2 separate regions of the Mus musculus genome follow, and region 2 is linked to region 1. The links are chromatin contacts, called in public Hi-C maps. All regions are on one chromosome and are shown on one strand. Each heading gives the region's core, a stretch centred on a gene start, on an enhancer-like site or on the middle of the called end of the contact. The rest is flanking DNA. Distances are from core to core; before and after follow the strand shown.

What was found. Hi-C and Micro-C count contacts between places; a contact is called where the count stands out from the background.
Region 2: a contact with region 1 is called in a Hi-C map of the N1E-115 cell line, with 7 times the contacts expected there. The contact joins two enhancer-like sites. A contact is called at or near these places in 2 of 39 promoter capture datasets (the C10 cell line and hippocampal neurons), 2 of 15 datasets of contacts at CTCF or cohesin (embryonic stem cells and stem cell-derived epiblast-like cells), 134 of 484 Hi-C or Micro-C datasets (B cells, the BV-2 cell line, the Ba/F3 cell line and 67 more), 20 of 115 datasets of contacts at active chromatin or transcription factors (SST interneurons, astrocytes, a beta-TC-6 cell line and 13 more) and 3 of 9 other capture datasets (adipose tissue, embryonic stem cells and embryonic tail).

What each region holds. Positions count from the first base shown.
Region 1 is chr5:117,603,888-117,607,804 of GRCm38.p6, reverse strand. The region is part of intron 4 of Ksr2 (kinase suppressor of ras 2); the gene reads right to left. Among named protein-coding and RNA genes, the nearest start is that of Gm42013, 120 kb to the right of the region's middle. Within about 2 kb of position 1,869, at least 6 of the 459 cell types and tissues checked have an H3K27ac peak or open chromatin away from gene starts, as enhancers often do. A contact at or near this core is called in the N1E-115 cell line, where this site is marked.
Region 2 is chr5:117,838,184-117,842,100 of GRCm38.p6, reverse strand. No RefSeq gene overlaps it. Among named protein-coding and RNA genes, the nearest start is that of Nos1, 27 kb to the left of the region's middle. Within about 2 kb of position 1,785, at least 19 of the 459 cell types and tissues checked have an H3K27ac peak or open chromatin away from gene starts, as enhancers often do. A contact at or near this core is called in the N1E-115 cell line, where this site is marked.

The DNA of each region.
Region 1 (3,917 bases), core at 620-3,119:
GTGGCGTATGCAACGCTTTCTCTCTATTTTATTCTAAGAAAGAAAGCAATGCCCTTGATGGCAGACGCAGTCCACCACGACTTCATATTCTTTCTTCAAGACGTTCCAAGTTCAAGATCAAATTTGGAATGTAGCTCTGTTTCCCAATTAGATACTCCAAGTTCACCAGTAATCTGTGTTGAAGATATGGTTGACACACTATGAAACATAGTTCTCTATAAATTCCTAGAGAATCCCAGGGTATGTGGCTCAGTTGGTAAAGCAATTTGTCTAGCATATACCAAGCTATGGGTTTGGTCCCCAGCACCACACAAACCAGATGTGGTGATGCACGTTTGTGATCCCCAGACTCTGGAGGTGGAGGCAGGATATCAAGAGTTCAAGGTCATCTTTGGCAACATAGTGAGTTGAAGGCCAGCCTAGGCTATGTGAGAGCCAGTCTCAAAAAAATGTTCCTAGAAATGAAAATGTATATGCAAATGACATATATAATGTATATATTGTGAAGATACACGCTTGAAACTTATGTGATAGGCCAAAGCCCAGGTTTGAGAGAGGGGTAAATTAAATTGCTGTTTCTTCCCTGTTAGTTGGGGCTTTTGATTGAAGGGAATTGCAGAAGAAAGATGGAAGAGGGTGGGGCTGAGTGGAAGTTCCCAGATAGCTTCTGCAAGGACTGGAAACTGTCTCCCTAGAAGCTTTAGGAATAACTGGGTCATACTCAACTGCATTTGTGGCAGGCCACCAGCAAGAAGCCTCATATCCCTGGGTTATCGAGGACACACCCTGGTCCCACACTGGGGTTCACTGGGTCCTCACCCAAGGGGCCACTCAAAGCCACACCCGAATTTCACTTCCTGGGTATGGGTTGCTAGGCAGTGCCTCTCCCTGATACCAAGAGTCCATCCAGGGTCTTCCTCTCTTCCTCCTGGAACAGCTAAGCCCCATCACTAGTAGCTGTGGCTTTCTACAGCTTGGACCCTGGTTTGGATGCACACAGCTGCCTTTCTAATCAGCTCATGGACATGGAGGTCTCCATCCTGCTGGAAGGTCATGTCTGAGCAGTTCTTTATGAACCTCCGAGCTAATGCCTAGATATGAGAAGAGACTGGAGAGGGTGTGTTTTCTGTGTGTCATGTTCATGGAGGCTGTGCATGTGTGTGTGTGTGTGTGTGTGTGTGTGTGCATGCACATGTGCACATACTTAGATGCTACAGGGAGGTGAAAGCCAGTATCCACCCTGAGGGTAGAGCTTTGACAGGAGGTGTTGGCTCTGAGTGGCAGTGTGTGGAGCTGAACCTGCAGGAAGTTCAGAACAAGGGAGTGGGAACTGCCACACCAAGGAATGCCAGAGGCTGAGCAGTGAGCTACAGACACAATTCACTTGCAGAAGGAATGATAATGCCCATTATTTGCCCTCCCAACAGTTCATGCACTCAGAAAGCAACTCAGTAAGAGCTGGGTGTGTTGACCTGGATGTTGGTTCTACCTCAGTCTGTCAGCCTTACAGCGGTGTAAGAGATGACCACACACACACACACACACACACACACACACTTGCTCCTATTTCTCAAAAGCACCCATCCCAAAAGGAAATTAGTCAGCTGTCAAATACAAAAAACATTCCAGCTTACAGTCTTCTCTGGGCGTCTAGCTAGAGGCTGATCTCGGATACAAACAGTGCTGCCTGGACCTTACCCTATAGAAAGATCCACAAGTCCGTACCCTAACGTGGATGCCCTACACAGCACCCACCCACACCTCCATCCCCATCTCTCTGAGTACGTGCAGACCTGGGTTAGGGCCTGGGCCTTGCAGGCACTGGGGCCTGGCATCCAGGCTTCCTGCTCTTCCTGCAGCCCCATGATTAGTGACTAATCTTATTTTTTGTTGTTCCCTACCCTATAAATCAGTTACAGAGCAAATATTTACACAGCCTGTCATTTCCGATTGAGCTGAGACTCATGACAACCTTCGTTATTAGAAAGGATGGCTGATTTGGGGCAGATTTCGCTAGGCATCTGGCTAGATGCTTTCTGCTATGTTCCCCCTTTCCTCCCTCTGTCTGAAGAAAAAAAAAAAAGACCATTTCTAAGATAGATTGGTTCAGAGGTCTCTGCTCACCGTCTCCCTGGGGCTGGTGAGACAAGGCCAGGCTTCCGTCAGCCCAACAAATGATGCTCTCCCTAGAGAAAGGACCAGGCTTCTTCACACTCCTCCTTGGCTTCACTTGGGGGTCAGAGAATGGAGCAGAGCATCAACTTACTAATACCAGAAACTGGAAGGAAGATGATGGGGGCGGGAGGGAGGACTGGGAAAAGCAAATAGCATGGCTTCCAGCCCCTGCTTTTGTGCAGAGAATTATGTATATGAAAACATCAAATCCTCTTCATTTTCAAGATGGGGACTCGTCTCTAGGTGAGCAAACAAGATGTCAGAGAGGCTATGCTACTTGATGGAGGTCACACAGTACAGAAGTGCTGGGGGTGGGATTTGAACACGGTTCTGCCTAGCTCCAAAGCTCTTTGTTCCAATATATATCACAGCCATGCTATAGAGTTAGATTTGTTTGGAACTCCTGGCAAGAGAGGACTCACGATGCTCAGACAGTGCCCTGGGTCCACGCTCTAAGCAAGCACAACACTGACACTACCTTGCTGAGGTGAGAACCAGCAAAGACCATTCCCCACCCAAGCCAACTGGAACTGCTTATTTGAGTTAGATGGCTATTTTACTCCCTGTAGACCATTCCCCCATGGCACCTCCCTTTTCTCCTCAAGAAGAAAATGAAGTTAGAACTGGGCAAATGGCTCAGTCGGAGAAGTGTTCACCATGCAAGCACGAGGACCTGAGTGTGAATCCCGAGTTCCCATGTAATCCCAGTGTGGAAGAGGCAGAGAGAAGAGCACCTCTGGGATTTCCTGGCCAGCCAATCTAGCTGAGCTGCCAGGCACTGACCAGTGAGAGACACCGTCTCCGACCAATACACATGCTTAGAAATGACACCCAAGGCTGTCACCCTTATGTGCACCTGCACACACACAAACGAATCCAGAAGAGGCTGGGTGTGCCCACCAGGTCTAACCAGTGGCATTTTATCCGGCAGTTCTGTGGATTCCATCAGAACCCACAAGGCAGTAAGCAGCCTTTCCCAGACACCAGCGGCTGGGGGTACTCAATTCACGCAGAGATGTTGGTTGGACTCCTGGAACCAGCCAACTAAGTCCACTGGGCTCAGCTCCTCATCTATAAATTGTGGGGTGTGGGTCCGCATCCCACTCTGCAGCTGGGGTGTGGGACACACACTGGGGAGGTGAAACTCGGGGAGCACTTGACTGCATCTCCCTGTCCCGTCACCCGCCATCAGGTGCTGGGCTTTAGGGAAGTCCCAAGACACCGCTCGCTCGGGGGTGGGGGAGAGACACAGCAGTTGTCTGAAAGTGCAGAGAGGCCCTCTACAGGAGACTTAGGCTGCAGCTCTGTAGGCAAAACCTTCTCCATGCTACGCATAGAGAAGACACAGTTCATGTTTATCCATATCATTTATTGACTCTTCATCGTGGAAAATAGATGCATACCACTACTCAGGGTGGGCCAGAGATTAAAAACCTTTTGTAGGTAGGGATGTCCAGGAAGGGAAGCTTATTGGCTAAACCCTCAGGGCCTCTAGGTATGTCATTAGCACAGAGAACTCTGTTTTGGGCTGCATGGCCAACATGGGGAGTGTGGTCATACGTTTCAGGCCTGGAATCTGGCAGGGAGCAGGGAGCTGCCTACCATCTCAGATGGATACGCCCAGATGCCAGGGACTCAGACCTGCTCTTCCTAAGTTTCCTGCCATGGCCCACCATCTCACAGTGGGGCTCAGCACCAGCTTTTCTCAAGAGTTCCTTACTCCCCAGCTCTCTCTCTCTCTC
Region 2 (3,917 bases), core at 536-3,035, 230 kb before region 1:
CCCTCCCAGCCTCTTGCTCCCGCCTCGCTCCGCTCTAGCCTAGCCAAGTTCAGGACTGGAAGCTGCCAGCTTCCCCTTGCGCAACCTGGCTCACCCCGGCCGCAGCTGCCCCTAGTAGCAGCCGCTGTGCTAAGTAGCCGCTCGCGCCCTGCGGCTGCATCAATACGCAGGGACCGCGCAGCGAGCTCAGTGAGGGTCGTGAGGGGGAATTTATTTCTTAATGTCCCTGCTTTATCCTATCACCGCTGAAACGAATTAGTGGTGACGTCCAACCGGCTGGTTTATGGGCGTGGGGAGGGAGACGTCGCAACCCTCATTAAAAGGGCCGCTCTGGGCTTGGAAGCATACATCTTTTATGTAACCTAATTTCCATTTTTTTCTATCAGAAAAAAAAAAATCAACACATACACAGACAATGAAGAAATTGGGGACCCTAAAGGGGACTGGATGTAGTGACCACAGCGGGGAGAGAGGCTCTTTTGGGCAGAGGAAGATCTAGCTGAGGCAGGTGGTTGTCTCTATCCTACCTGGTGGAAAGATTCCTTAATGGGACAACTAGAGCATAGCCCCTCAGGGCAGGGCAGGAAGCCCCTCACGGAGCCAGCAGAAACCAGCCTGGAATACGGTTCTGGTTCTTGGGTGGGCAGACGTTCTGGAAAGGATGCCTGATTCTGTTCTTTTTTTTTTTTTTTTTCCCTCCCCGGAGCAGAGTGTATGCATGGCATCTGAGAGGGGTGTGAACCCTCCCTGGGGGTCTTTATTCCCCTATGGCTGGGAGACCCCCAGTGCCAGGAGAGGCCAGGAGCTAGGCTGGAGGAGGGGCAGACTCAGAGAACTCCTTTTCTTCCTTTCTTAGGGGCTCTAACATATGGGTAACCATATAAACCCGTCTTCAAAGCTGTTTCTTCCTGGACAGATTGCACAGGCGGTTTTGCATTTAGCTGTCGCTGTTGCTCACATACTCTTGGGGTAAAAGTGTGTGTGTGTGTGTGTGTGTGTGTGTGTGTCGGGGTTGGGGGTGGGGGTGTTGGACTTAAGGAAGGGGAGGATTCAGACCCAAACAACAGACTCACACACACCCAGGCACCTGGCTGCTATCTTTGTCTTCCCGTGGAAGGCACCGCACACCCAGAGTACGATCTGCACGGGTCAAGGGCCAGGCTGCCCCTCCCTGTCTCTCATAAATAGTCTTCAGATATCTTACATGGCAAGTCTGAGGAAAAGGGGTGTAACCTTGAGGGGGGGTTCAGGAAGAAGACTGAGGGGGTGGGGGGAGGAGGGGAACATAAGAAAAAGCTGGTGGGGGTGTGAAGAGGCCGTGCCCAGGGAGGGCCTGAGAGATTCCATCGGCCTCCAGGGCTCTGCCACTTCCTGACTGGGTGTGCCAAGTCTGAAGCCTGCTTCCTGAGCCTGCTGTGGGTCTTGGGGCTGTGGCAAGGCTGGTTTGGTCAAAGGATGGTGGTGATGCTCTCAGTTTAGTGTCTGGCATACAGTAACCCATTGTGAGAAAAACAGCCATCCATGTGACTCCCACAAGGACCAGCTATACGTCCACGAGTGTCCCATAAGAAGAGGTTGGAGAGAGTCCTTGCAGCCTGGGCCCAGCTTATGCCTGATCCCTTTCAAAGTTAAGCATTGGGCTTCCATGGTGTTGGGTCTCCACACTGCTCCTTCAATTACCATGGCAACTAGGGAAAAAAATCAGGAAGCCAGGAAGGGAGGCTGCTTCTCCACTGGGCTGGCAGTTCACCTGCTCCAGAGCCTCGCTTGCTCGCTCGCTCCTGCGCCTGCCTGCTGTGTAGGAGTTGGGGCGGTAGAGGTATACAGAGCGAGCAGTCTTCTATCCTGGCTGTGAGGACGAAGGGTGGTCAGTAGGGAAGGCAGAGCTATGACATGTGGGGTCAGGGCCAAAGCTGGGCTGTGCCTGTAGCAGCAGAGTTGGCCTCTTGGGGGAGGAGGGGACAGAAATCCCTTTGCTCCCAGTTCTGTCCTCCTTGCTAGGCGTTCTGGTACAAGTGTTGTGAAGCAGGACCGAGAGGTTCTGGGACCCTGCTGGAAGGACAGATCCTGAGCCCAGAAGAGGCGCCTGCTACCATGAGGAGTCGTGTGCGTGTGCGTGTGCGTGTGCGTGTGCGTGTGCGTGTGTGTGTGTGTGTGTGTGTGTGTGTGTATTTGGGAGGAGGGGAGATACAGAGGAATAGAGACAGAAATAGATGTAGGTATTTATACAAGAGACAGAGATAGTGCCCCAGACAGATAGACAGACAGACACAGACACACTCACACTCATTTTCACAGGTTAAGGAGATTAGGGTGTAGAACAGCTACTGTGTTAGAAAGGAGCACAGTCCTCGCTTCACGCTCGCTCTCATTTTTCTGGTTTGGAGCCAAGCCCTCTACAGATACACAGCTCGTTGGATTGTCACCAACACGACAAGAAGTGGCTCCCTTCCTCACTCCTGCTTGATGGAGGGGACATCAGAGGAGGCTCTGGAAACAGTCTCCTCTACCTCCCTAAGTAGAGGACGAGGAAGTGGGATATAAGAGGAAGTAGATCCTGGCTAGGGGAGGGGGGCGTGGCTCAGAGGTAGCAATCTCTGATGGGCAGGAACATCTAGGTTCCATCTCCAACTCTAATAGTAAACAAAAGACAGGGCTCAAGTCCCAGTGCACCAAAGTGTCTACTGTCTTGTAGAGAAGGGGAGACAAATGAAGTCAAAGCCACCATGCTGAGGGTGTCAGAAGGGAAGGGGTGGCTCTCTGGGTTGGGAGCATCTTCACTAATGTTAGGAACTAGTTTCCCCAAGAAGGACAGAGAAAAGACCAGAGGCTTTTGCCGTTGACTTGGTGGCTCTGGGCAGGATATAGCAACAGTCCCCCAAAATGCTTTTTGGGAATGGCGGTTTACATGATGTCGTGGTTTAGGTCTACCGCATGAAGCCTTGTGCACGTCAGGATAGGTGGTGAGGATGTAGCCTTTCTCAGTCTGAGAGGATGGAGCTCACTCGGGTACATCCAGACCTCTGCTCCAGAGACACCACAGAAACAGCTACCATGGGGCCTCGTCCTAAATCCCTGCGTGGACAGTGGGTAGATAAAATGGTACTATCTCTCCCCCTATATCAGCTATGGCCCCTCTGCTCAGAGTTGGCCCGGGGGAGCCAAAGGAGGAAGGAACTCGGTTTGCTTACTCTATGTGGCTGCCACCGAGGGCTAATACATTACCCAGGGCTAATGAAAACATAATTATCTTCTTTTGGCTGTAGAGAGGGGCTAATTTAATAGGCTGTGATCGAAAGGCATCTGCTGAATTTACCCATCATTGAAAACGCTTGAAGGGCCCGGGAGGGGAGAGCAGAGTGCCTCTGGCTGGCTTGCAGCTGTGTCCAGGGCGCCTCCAGCTCAGAATTCGGTGGCCAAGGTCCCAAGGCAGGCACAGACCTAGGGGCTCCACCTCCGCCGTGAATTCTCAGACCTTTCTTCTGCATCATGTAGCCTCTGTTCCCTCATTCACACAATGGGGCTTACTTATTCCTCTTACACTGTAACTTGAGGGACTAGATGAGGTGATGGGGTGGGGGAGGGAGGTATCAGCATATCCTGTGTCCACTAATAACTTCACCTGATTGGGCAGGCTGGACCGAGATGTCGGGTCTCTGCATAAACACTCCCTTCCTGGAGAAGCCCCCACTCAGGGTTCCCATCATGGTTTGAACCCACAGTACATCTGAGAGCATTTACAGATTCAGAGTTAGCCTGGGAAGAAAGCGACGACGAGGGTGGACGGTCACTGTCACCACTCCAAGCCACTGTTTTCAAAGATTGTCCCTGGACAAGTAGATCACTGTCCCCTGAGAACCTCCTGGTGATTCTCGCTCCAGACCCACTGGAGCAAATGTTCAGGGCTGTGTTTGAGA